Linked DNA regions of Sus scrofa: region 1 is linked to region 2. The links are chromatin contacts, called in public Hi-C maps. All regions are on one chromosome and are shown on one strand. The core of a region is the stretch at or near the end of the contact, and the rest is flanking DNA. Distances in the headings are between cores, read along the strand shown.

Evidence for each region. Hi-C and Micro-C count contacts between places; a contact is called where the count stands out from the background.
Region 1: a Hi-C map of epiblast stem cells shows a contact between it and region 2, with 2.0 times the contacts expected there. The contact joins the enhancer-like site here to the promoter of WDR46 in region 2. A contact is called at or near these places in 7 of 47 Hi-C or Micro-C datasets (epiblast stem cells, heart right ventricle, liver and 3 more) and 1 of 2 datasets of contacts at active chromatin or transcription factors (skeletal muscle).

Annotation. Positions count from the first base shown.
Region 1 is chr7:29,732,136-29,737,785 of Sscrofa11.1, reverse strand. It overlaps SYNGAP1 (ras/Rap GTPase-activating protein SynGAP), which reads right to left. Exons shown (of 21, transcript XM_003128342.5): 4 at 2,452-2,543; 5 at 1,898-2,019; 6 at 228-381; 7 at 1-16. Among named protein-coding and RNA genes, the nearest start is that of SYNGAP1, 11 kb to the right of the region's middle. Within about 2 kb of position 2,420, at least 37 of the 83 cell types and tissues checked have an H3K27ac peak or open chromatin away from gene starts, as enhancers often do. A contact at or near this core is called in epiblast stem cells, retroperitoneal adipose tissue and subcutaneous adipose tissue, where this site is marked.
Region 2 is chr7:29,650,755-29,656,457 of Sscrofa11.1, reverse strand. WDR46 (WD repeat-containing protein 46) reads left to right here and starts at 2,891. Exons shown (of 15, transcript XM_005665882.3): 1 at 2,891-3,278; 2 at 3,374-3,589; 3 at 3,699-3,779; 4 at 3,910-4,022; 5 at 4,146-4,233; 6 at 4,369-4,430; 7 at 4,700-4,804; 8 at 4,926-5,076; 9 at 5,193-5,328; 10 at 5,518-5,617. The coding sequence starts at 3,078. PFDN6 (prefoldin subunit 6) reads right to left here and starts at 2,779. Exons shown (of 5, transcript NM_001185179.1): 1 at 2,767-2,779; 2 at 2,471-2,616; 3 at 2,204-2,274; 4 at 1,997-2,121; 5 at 1,513-1,743. The coding sequence starts at 2,534. The coding sequence ends at 1,614. RGL2 (ral guanine nucleotide dissociation stimulator like 2) reads left to right here. Exons shown (of 19, transcript NM_001184893.1): 18 at 1-14; 19 at 116-928. The coding sequence ends at 315.

The sequences.
Region 1 (5,650 bases), core at 1,171-3,670, 82 kb before region 2:
CTGATGACGTGGTTACCTAGAGAGGGTGTAGATGGGCTGAGATGGGCTCCAGAGGGAAGGGGACTCCTACGGACTGAGACCAACAACCGTCTCCTCCCTGGCCTATGGTCCTTTCTCCCAGCCCCAGAGGTGTCTGCTTCCTTGACTTCCCAACCTAGGCTGCTCCCTCTGTTCTCACCCTACATGACCCCTGCCCCTTGACCTTCCCCAGCCCTCTACACCCATACCTCAAAACAGAACTCCTGGCCCAGGATGGAGCTATGCACTGGCTTGATGATGGAGTCTTCATCCAAGTTGAGCTCCAAGGCCTCGGCAGCGCTGCTGGGACTCAGCAAGGACTCATGGGAGTGTGACTCCTTAAAGCTCTGCATCAGCCGGGCCCTGGGTGGCAAGAGGGGTCCAGGAGGAAGGTCAGGGCCCCAGGCTGCTTGCACACCTAGAGGCCTGCATCACCAGCCTGCCTCTGGGCTGGAGACCCGGGGAAAGGGCCTGCCAGACTCACTGGAACCCACATGGACCCTGACACCAACAGGCCAGAGAAGCCCAGCCCACCCCTGGGGAAGGACACAAGAGATGTGCGAGTCACCAGAGCCCTTTGAGAAAGCCCCTTCCCTCAGCTCGGCGCCTGAGCGGCTGTGCAGCCTGGGGACCCTGAGAACTACCTCAACCCAAAAACGGACCAGAGCTGAACAAAGAGAGCAGGCGGGCCTCAGACTCTAGGTGACCCTAGGTGACTCTAGGTGACCCTCCCAAACCAGAGCCTCAGTACAAGAGGGAAGTAAAGCACAAGAAGCACAGAGACAGACGTCTGTCTGGGCCTGGCACGCAGGCAGTGCCTAACAAGCACTTTGTGGATCAAAGAATGAGTGAGCCAAGACGACAAGTTTTGGCAGAATCAAGGGAGAGAATGAGGGAAAAATCCCAGGAAACAGGAGAAGGCTGTGGGCAGAAGACTGAGGATGGAGACAATGGGCTGAAAACGGGGACTGGGGCATGGAGACAGGCAGGGCAGAAGGAGAAGAAGAGGGGGGAAGGTCTGGGCAGAAAGACCCCAGGAGGCAGGTGGGGGCAAGAGGGCAGGGTACAGGCCACAGGCTAGTGAGCGGCAAGGAGGAGGCCAGGGGATGAAGAGTAAGAGCAGAGGAAAGCAAGCGGGAGGGGGAGCTCGGGTGTGGGAGCCTCCGTGAGGCTATTTATAGCAGCCCCGTCATCATCGGGCTCTGTTGCCGTCAGCGCCACGCTCCCCCGGCCCCCCGCCCCCGCGGCCAGGAATACCAGGCCCTCACCCCCCGACGCCGGCCCCAACCCAGCTCGGTGCCAGGAGGGGGAGGGGACGGGTGACTCACCGACCCCAACCTCCCTACCTGCCCAGTCCCAGGGGAAACAAAGGATGAGGTTCTCCCTGGGGAGGCCCTGGTGGAGGGGGACCCAAAGAGGGACCCCAAGAAGCAGACCACAGAGGCCCAGCCTTGGAGACAGTGCCCTCTGGACTTCTCTGAGGGTACCCGCCTCCCTCCACCAGGGCTGGCAAGCTCACACCTGTGCTGCCTCCCCTTCCCGGTCCTGCTCCATTAACACCTGCCCTCCGCACCCCAACCTGCTGTCCTTCCCTCTGCCTCGACCACACCGCTCCCTCCTACCAAACCAGGTTCCTTTGCTGTCCCCTCCTTCCATCCTGGGCAGGAGCCCACCTCGTGGGCCAGAAGAGGCCTTTGGCTTCCCCTTCATCCCTTCCTGCCTGCACCCTGCCCCCCCCCAACCCGTGGCCCCTGCCCCCAGCACCTCTCGTAACACCTCTCAGTCCATCTGAAGCCTTCGCTATGCCCTCAGATAACCCCTGTCCACCAATCTCACTCCAGCTCCCCTGCAACCAACTCCATGGGATCCAGCTCCTCACCGGTCATGGTCAGCACTTCGAAAGCGAGGCAGGATCTGTCGAAAGCTGCTGGTCCGGTCAAGTTTGGGTTGTGACTTCGTGCGTTTGATAGAGCTTTTTAGCCTCCGGCTCAGGAAGCCTTGCTAGGAGGGGGAGAAAAGGGGAGAGGGGTGGATTGGGACAGGGTCACCCCTCAGTTGCTAGAGTCCCTGGGCGAAGATGGAATGGGGAAAAGGAAAGTCTCCAGAGACGAGGAAAGGGGGACAAGAGCCTTGCTACCAATTTGTCTTCCTTTGCTCCCAAGGGTGTGTGCGCACGAGCGCGCGCACACACGCGCACGCACGCACACACACACACACACACACACACACACACACACACCAGCCAGGAGAAGGTGGGAGGGCTGGTCTGGGGGGGGGCAGGGCCAAGGAGGGGGAAACCAAAGAGGTGGGGACACACGCTCTCATACACTCTCTCTCTCCCCCTCCTGCCCCGGCTCAAAATCCCTAGGCTCCAGCTGCGGCTGGAGGGGAGGGGACCCAGCTGAGCCACATCTGGCAGGCACCTTCACTCACCGAGGGCCGGAAGGGTGCGGCGGGGGCGGCCTCCATGCTGTACTGCTTCCCCCCTGGGACGCTCTTCCTCCTCGAGCGACCCAAGTGGTATTCTGGGGGGGGGGTTGGGGAGGGGGCGCTGTTAGCCCAGGTTTCCAGCCCCGGCCCGCACGGACATGCGCCCACCTCCCCCTGTGCCTCAGCTCCAGCCTCACCTACCCCCCGGAAAGCAGCAGGAAGAGCAGCGGCGGCGGAGAGGCTGGCGGCGGGAAGGAGGGGGCAAGGAACCCGAGCCGGAGCCCCCGGAGGGGGACGGGGTGGGAGGCCTTAGGCCCATGGCTGGGGCTGGGGCTAGCCGTCAGCAAAGGGTCATGGCTGAGAGGAGCACTAAAACTCCAGGCATAAAGGACACCGGAGAGCCACCAGTTCTAGGTCCTTAGTGCCCACCCCCCAGGAAAGGGCCAGCTGGGGGGGGTAGGTTAAAGGTCATTGACCAGAGGCAGGCTCTCCTCCTCCCTCGGTGGGCACTCCTTCCACCTGTCCCCGCTTCTGGAACCCCTGTCAGTCTGGAGGGCCAGGGCTGCCTCCCATGACCCCCTCCCTGGGTTGGAGGGGCAAGTCTGAGAAGGGACCAGTGAGGAGTGGAAGCGGAAGCCAGGGACAGAAAATTCAAGGAAGGGGCTGGGGGGAGGGGAGAAGGGCTGGCTCCACGTGCACTGCAGTGGCAGGGGCTCTGAAGGGAAGGGGGGGAAGGGGACAGATAAGAATGCAGGGGAGTGGGCAGGGAGTGGGGAGGACAGGTAGTGGGGGCTCCGGGGACTCCCAGGTGAAGGTGGGGGGGGAGGGGGGGCGATGAAGGCCCCTGGAGCCCGGCCTGCCTGCCCAGGGCCTAGGGGATGGCCGCCGGGAGGAGGAGAAGGGGAGCGGAAGCTATGCTGCCAGGGGATTTAGGGGGGAAGGGGGGCTAGAGGAGCTGGGGGCTAGAGGAGCATGGAAGTGGGGGGATGCCACGCTCCGGCTCCAGCTTCAGAATGGCTGCCCAGGCCTGGGCTCCCCCTCAGCCCCACAGTCACCACTGCAGCCAATGGGGGGGCAGGTGCTGCATCAGGGGCGGGGCTACCATCTCCAAGGCAACGAGAAGCTACAGGCTGGGGTGGGGGAACCGGAAGAGCTGCCTGTTAACCCTTTAGTTTCCAGAGCAAGGGAGGGCCACAGCTACATGATCACTGACTGCTTCCAGAACAGCAAATTGCCCTAGAATCAGTCCCCAGCTTCCCTAGGCCTCTAAAACCCAGGAGCTAGGAGGTCCACATGCAGAACTGTGGGCCCCATGACACAGGAGCCCCTCAAGAACACATGTGTAGAGCCAGAAACACACACTGAGCTTCGGTGGTATGTGTGCATGAGAGCCACGACATGGTGCTTATGAGACATACAGACAACTGTGAGCATGGGCCCCCACGGTCCACGTTCTGAGACCCCGTGGCCCACACACTGCATGGGATACATGCTTAGACATATGTGCGCACTGCCACAGGGGAGTACATTTTGAGCCCAGACACCCACATGAGAGCTGCTGGTGTGGACCTGCGGCCCGAATCTCTTAGGCAATCACTGGGCAGCATGTTACAGAAAGGGACACTGAGCCCAGAGACACACACATGGCACCCAGAGAGGGGAGGCCACTCTAATCTCTGAGGTACATGCCTGAGTACACTATGGTCCTGACCCCATCAAGGTACCCCGGATCCCCAAAACCACAAATGTCTTTCATTCACACAAAAACCACAACCAGTGTCTCAGGACAAGTCCTTCTCCCTCAGCCCTTCCCGTACTCCAATGCAGGAACCTGTGACTGTGCCCACAATGAAGGGAAAATGGGGGACAAATGCACTAATTATCCTTCTGTTACACACTCAGCAATGCATCTAAGGGATCAGGATGTCTTTTTCTTAATCTCTGCATTTCTCAGATATGGCTGCCTCATTCTCACTCTGTGGAAAGGAGCTCAGCCATTATTTTCATAGGTAAGCTTTTACAATAAAGACATAAAGTCTAACTTCAAATCCACTAAAATCTTGCTTTAGAACTGAGAAATTAATAGAAGAAAAATGAATTTGCTAATTGGTTTGCTTGATTCTTGGAAGTAATATAACCTTACACATATAACCAGGCACTAAGGTCCATGAACTCACATGTAAGTCACAGGAAGAGGCCACATACACAAATGCTTACAAAGACTCTCACTGTTACAATGAGGAAAAAGAGCAGAAACAGAGGAAAAAGAGGCAGAAACACAGGACATCCTGTTATTAGTGCTGCATGCAGTGACATGTAAAGAAAACACAGCCCGCGCCTCTGTCCACACACAGAGCAAACCTGAGAAGCACACACCGCGATCCTGGGTCTCCATGTCCCGTCACTGCACGATGTGTACACGAGTGCACACGCATAACAGCCACCTACACAGACCCGTAACACAGGCATTGTGCACACACCCACACACGTACACACCCTGTATATACACACAATTGCACACACACACACACAGAGCAAGGGCTGGAACTCCCGCCTCTCCAACCTCTTAATCTTGCCATCACCCCCAGAACCCCCTCACCCTTCAATCCCCCAAATTCCCAACCTTCCCTTTGGCCTTTCTTCTCTGTCACACACAGCTGGCAGCTCTCAGGGGAAGCCACAGAGGGAGGCTGCCCAAGCAGCGTGAGGAACAGAGTTGGTCAGAGAGCAGAGAGATGGGGGGCAAAACTCTGCATTGGGAACTGGAACCTCTAATGACACTTCCCACCGTGACAGGCCTCCCCCTGAGCCAGCCTCTACCATGGCCTCCCCTGATCCAGGCCTACGCGAATCCCATGCTGTCTCCCAAGTGGCCCCTTTCTTCTCTCGGAGCCCACCTTCTCGAAGGCCTGTCTCTCTCCTCAGCATCCCCACCCCAGCTTCTGGGGCCCCTTCTCCCCCATCTCCATCTAGTTCCCAATCTTAAACCCTCTTATCCTCTCTTCTAAATCTGGCTTCAAGATCCCCCACAACCCCAGGATCCACCTCTTCTTTCTCCCTGGCTCTCTTCTCACCTTCCTCCTCTCCCCAACTCCTCACTTTTCCTCCTGACCCCACTCTTTCCCTTTTCAGCTTTTCTGTCCCTTCCCTAACCGGGCAAGGGCTCACACCTGCCCTGCGGCCCAAAGATGTCTATGTATGA
Region 2 (5,703 bases), core at 1,642-4,141:
ACCAGGGGAGCGAGGTCAGAGGCTGGGGGCAGGGGAGCGGTGCTGTGGTGGGGTGCTTCCTCACCCCCCCATCCCTTCCCGGGGCTGTGCCTGACACCCCTTTTGGAACCTCCAGAGCTGACCATCCCCGCCTCGGCCAACGTCTTCTACGCCATGGATGGTGCGTCCCACGATTTCCTCCTGCGGCAGCGGCGCAGGCCCTCTACTGCTACGCTGGGCCCCTCTGCCTCGGGGACGCCCCCGAGCGCGGGGGGAGGGGGCTCCTTCCCCAGGATCAAAGCCACGGGGAGGAAGATTGCCCGGGCACTGTTCTGAGGGGAGAGCCTCGGCTCACAGAACTCACTGCGGCCATACCAGACGGGGGCGCTACGTTGGGAGAAAATCCAGCAAGGCGGCCAACTACCCTGGGGCAGTGAAGTGCTGCCAGGTTACCAGGCAGCCAAGACCCAGCCTGTGGGACTGGTCACCTCGGATCCCAAGGTGGACAACCTGTGTGTAGCTCTTCCCGATTTCCAAAAGTGTGGCACACAGCTGGTTCCTGACACCTGGCCACACCCTCGCATGCCCAGGCCCAAGAAGGGCCTAGAAGTGGGAGAAGGGAAAAGCCTAGAGGCTCTGAGCCCCAGGCAAAGGGAATGGCAAGTAGGAGTTCCTTTTCCTGCTCTAGGGATTCCTGTCACTGTGACAACACTAATAAACCAAAACACTACCTGAATTCTATTCCTTGCAGCGTGGGCCACTGATGCTGCGGGGGCGGGGGCAGGGGGGCAGGCTGAGAGTGGATACTGTGGAATAAGAGGGGCTGTGTTTTCCGTCCATGAAGAGCTGAAAGCGAGGAGCTGCTGGAGATGGTCTCCTCAGTATGGTTTCTGCCTCCCTGGCAACCTCTCCATCCCTTTATTTGCTCTTAAACTTTTCTCCTCAGCTGTTACAAAACCTTGTCAAGTTCTAGCCACCTGATTAAAGTGATCCGTGCAAAAACCCCCACACCTGTGAATGTGTAAGAAACAATTTGAGGACAAAGAAACGGAAGAACAACATTGTGGACAACGTATAAACATGGAGGACGTATGATATCAGAGCGTTAGGTGTTGAGATTTTAAATCAGTTTAAGCTACATTCAAGCAAATTCTAAGAAAAAAAGACTAAAACGAATTAGAGGGATGCCAGGGCTATTTTGAAGATGATGGGAAATCAGCAGGGAGGGTCCCCATGTTTCATTCTGGGGTCACAGCTTAGAAAATTCTGAGTTCAATTAAACTCACTTTACCCAAAACCACTGCATTGCAAATGCCCTTCTCATGTTTCCAACCAGGATAATGGAGACCTAAGGGCTGCATATACAGGAAAAATGAGATTTGAGATATTTCATATTTCAGTCTCAATAAAGAAGGCTTACTCGGCCTCAGAGTGCCCAGTTGCAAGAGTCTGGACCTGAGGGAGTCACAGAAGCGATAAACATATAAGGGGAGAAGGGACCAGGGGAAAAGGTGGAGATGATTACAACAGAAGTGGCTGGTGAGAAAACAGCCAGGTGTTTTCACATTTTATTCACTACAGTAGAGACCCTTGAGCTGCCTCATTCCCACCCCCTCCCTCCCCCCTCCACAGGGTCAGGCCTTCCCAGGAGCCCCTGCCTTGGCTGCCTGGGCCCGCTGGAACTCCTGCTGCAGCTGAGCCAGGGTCTCCCTCTGTTGCTCTGACTGGCGCTCCAGTTCCCGGAGTTGGGATTCGTATCGCTTACTGAGGAAGACAGAACACCAAAAACGGTGAGGTCTTAATGAGACTTACTGCTGAGGATGCTGAAGGCAGGAAGGAGATTGGTGGGGAACGTGAGATCCAAGGGAGGGAGGAGAAGAGGGGTTAAAAGGAAAGCGGCTGGAGGAACTGGGTGGTGGTGGTGGTGGGAACAGCTCTGGAAGCTACTCTACAAGGCTTTCTCAACACGTCTTCCACCGTGGCATGTCTGTCAGAAGGTGCTGGAACAAAGACTCACATTTCAGCTGTGATGTAGTCCAGCCTTTTCCCCACTGTGGCTCGAGCCTCTCCCAGCTCCTGTTTGACCAGCACGGGACCCAGAAGTTTAAAGACCACGTTGGATCCATCCAGCAGGGCCAGTTCCTGATGGAGGGGCAGGACATCTGTGATCAGAAACATTGCCAGGACAAGTTCCCTCCTCGCCCCACAAATCCTGTGCTCTCACCTCCTTCACGATATTATTTTCTGTTAGTTGTGCTTCTAGTTTCTGCCTCCCTGACATGGACTTACTCAAGTCTGGCGGGTGGGAGGGAAGACTTGATTAAAGACATCAGATATGCCACCCAATCCCTACCGTCCTGGTGAGAAATGGAGCGACAAGGACGGGAACACCATGGAGGTGGGGAAGGGGCACGGGTGGGATGGAGAGGGGCAGGACGCATCTTGTAAGGCTTCGGGTAGTGAGAGAACCGGGACAACCCCGTTCCCCTACCCTTCTGTAGCTGTTGATATTTCTCCACTTCTCCCTGTAGCTTCTTCTGGATCAGCTCAGCCATGGCGAGGACGAAACTCCGCGGGAAGAGGGAGAGGGGCGCTGGGTTGCACACTCTGGAAGGTACCCGAGCTCCCCTTTCCGGCCTGCGGAAATGACAGCCCTCTTGAGAAGCAGCCCCTCGGGGCACCGCAGTCTCCCCCCGTCCGAGATATCGACTCCACCCCTGCTCTAGGCGGCAGCGGGGGAAAAGAGACCCCAGAGCCCTCAACCGAACGCCTGCTCTATCTACTCACGTTCTTCTTTCAGTGTTGGTGAACCCGGAAGTAAACAGAGAATGCTGGGAAGAGACGGCGCCGGAAGCTCTCGTCTGACGCATGCCGGGAACTGTAGTTCTCACTTGTTAGACGAGTGGCGTTTTTCTAAAAGGCTGGACTCGGAACGTTCTAGGCAACATGCGGAAACGAAGCTGGAAAAAGGAACTGCACAGTCAACTTGAGTCCTGGCTCCGGACCACCTCTCTTTCATTACTCAAGCATAAACTGCCTCACGGGGGCGGGGCCAAGGTCTGCCCCCCACCTCACTGGAGAGAGCGCCCTCACCCAAGATGGCGCCTCGAGGGCTTCGAACCTGGGGCGGAGCTGATTGGATGAGGGCCGGAAGACTTCCGGGAGTTTTCAATCCGACTGTGGGACAGCTGAGAGGAGTTTGCACGTGTGTCGCGGTTCGGGTGGGCTTGATGGAGACAGCCCCCAAGCCTGGCAGTGATGTCCCGCCCAAGAAGGACAGACTTCAGGCCAAGAGAAAGGTAGAGACCTCCTTGGGTTGAAAGGAAAGTTTTTGGCTGAGGGGTTGGAGGGGCGGGGAGGAGGCAGCGGAATATCAGGGGTCCTGATCTGCCAGCAGAAACCTCGGCGATACTGGGAGGAAGAGACCGCTCCGACAGCTGCCGGAGCCTCTCCGGGTCCCCCTCGTAAACAGAAGAAGAATCGAGAGGCCCGCCCTCAGAAGCCAAAGAACGCTCCCATCCAAAAGAAGTCTCGGTTCCCCAAGAAGCCCCAGGTCCCAAAGAAATCCCAAGAATGGAGGAGTCCAGGCCCTCAGCGGAGCTTGTCTGGGGTGAGCCTGGGACCTTATACGGTGGCGAGGCAAGTCTCCTCGTGCTTTGAGGGTACGAGAGTTGGGATCAACCCGAGCCTGTTTACTAATTGCCCCATTCCTGTCCCAGGCCCAGGACCCGTTTGCAGGCCCCGCCCCTGTCCCTGTGGAGGTAGTTCGAAAGTTCCGTCGCATCGACAAATCCAAAAAGGTGAGAACCGGTCGGAGAGTGGGGAGGAGTTGCAGGCAGGGAGTGTCTGGGTGAGCTGGATGGAGGCGCGGTCAGGTGGCTCTCCTGTAACCCCCATACTCGCCCATTCCTCTCCCACCAATGATTGTAGCTGCCCCGTTCCAAGTCCAAAGCCCAAAGCCGGCTTGATGCTGCTGAAGCTGAGGAAGAGGAAATAAGCGTCAAAGCTGCTCGTTCTGAGCTGCTGCTGGCTGAGGAACCTGGGTAAGTGGACCGTAATGTGGGCCTCCCCAGCTCCTGGTTTATGAGGCTCTCATTTCTCACTTTTATGTTGATACACTGACTTCACATCGGAAAGCTGAATGCAACCCTGACATTCACTGGCAGGTTTCTGGAAGGTGAGGATGGGGAGGACACAGCAAGGATACGCCAGGCTGACATCGCAGAGGCTGTGGATATTGCAAGTGCAGCCAAGGTGAGCCTGAGGGTGTAAAAGGATCCAGCGGGCTGACTGGGGTGCAGAGCAGGATGGAAGTGGGGCTAGAAGAAAATATTACTGAAGGGACCCAATTTTTTTCTTTCTTTTTTTCTCCGCTATTCCCTTTTCCAGCACTTTGACTTGAACTTGAGGCAGTTTGGACCCTACAGGCTGAATTACTCTCGAACAGGGAGGTAAGGTTGACTTCCAGTGATTTGAACTAGGGTGTGGTTGAGTCTCCTTCATTGCTGCAGCCTTGCCCACCCCTGACGCGTTGTGTGCATGTTTGGGTGTGTATATACCTATGTGTACATACATGAGCGTACATTTGGGCTGTTGATGTGGGAGACTCTTGTGACCTGCTCGCGTGTGAGGGTGAGCGTGGAGGGAAGCTGGTGAGGGCAGACCTCAGAGGCAGGGTGCTCCCTGTACTGACACCCTGCCTGTCCTCCACCTCCAACAGGCACCTGGCTTTGGGAGGGCGACGGGGTCATGTGGCCGCCCTCGACTGGGTGACAAAGAAGCTTATGTGCGAGATCAACGTCATGGAGGCGGTGCGGGACATCCGGTCCGTGGGCTCTGGTGGTGGTGGTGGTGATGGCGGCGGCGGTGGGTGGTGAGACAGCCCATCCCCGACTGAGTGACTGCCAGTGACTCTCTGTCACCCCCACCACTCCTGCTCCTCCTAGGTTTCTGCACTCAGAGGCACTGCTTGCTGTTGCTCAGAACCGTTGGCTTCACATTTACGACAACCAGGGCATCGAGCTCCATTGCGTCCGCCGCTGTGACCGCATCACCCGGCTTGAGTTCCTGCCCTTCCACTTCCTCCTGGCCACGGCTGTGAGTGGCTGTGGAGCACAGGGCCGGGGTGGCAGCCCCCCATGAAGACTGATCCTCCCCTGGGACCCAGTAGAGGGAGCCCAGTGGGCAGCTGGGACTCATCCTTTCTCTCTCAGTCAGAGACAGGGTTTCTGACCTACTTGGACGTGTCAGTGGGCAAGATCGTGGCAGCTCTGAACGCCCGGGCTGGACGGCTCGACGTCATGACCCAGAACCCTTACAATGCCATCGTCCACCTCGGACACAGCAACGGTCGGTCCTTGGCTGAATCTTGATCGTCCTCCTGACCTGCTGTTCTAGATTTGTACTTAACAAGTCCCCGAAACTCAAACTGCCCCTTTACTTTCCTCTCGTGTTACCTCTTGGCCTCCAGTCCCCTCTTTCCCCAGTTTAGTTGCCTCAGCGCCCTCTTAGTAACTTGAGCTCTTCTCTGATATCCAGGGACTGTGTCTTTATGGAGCCCTGCAGTGAAGGAACCGCTGGCAAAGATTCTGTGTCACCGCGGTGGGGTGCGGGCCGTGGCAGTCGATCCTACAGGCACGTAAGTCACTTGTTTGGTGTGAGGTGCTGGGGGGCGTGGCCACAGTGGGTCAGAAAGAACTAGAAGGCAGTGTACCTCTAGAGCAC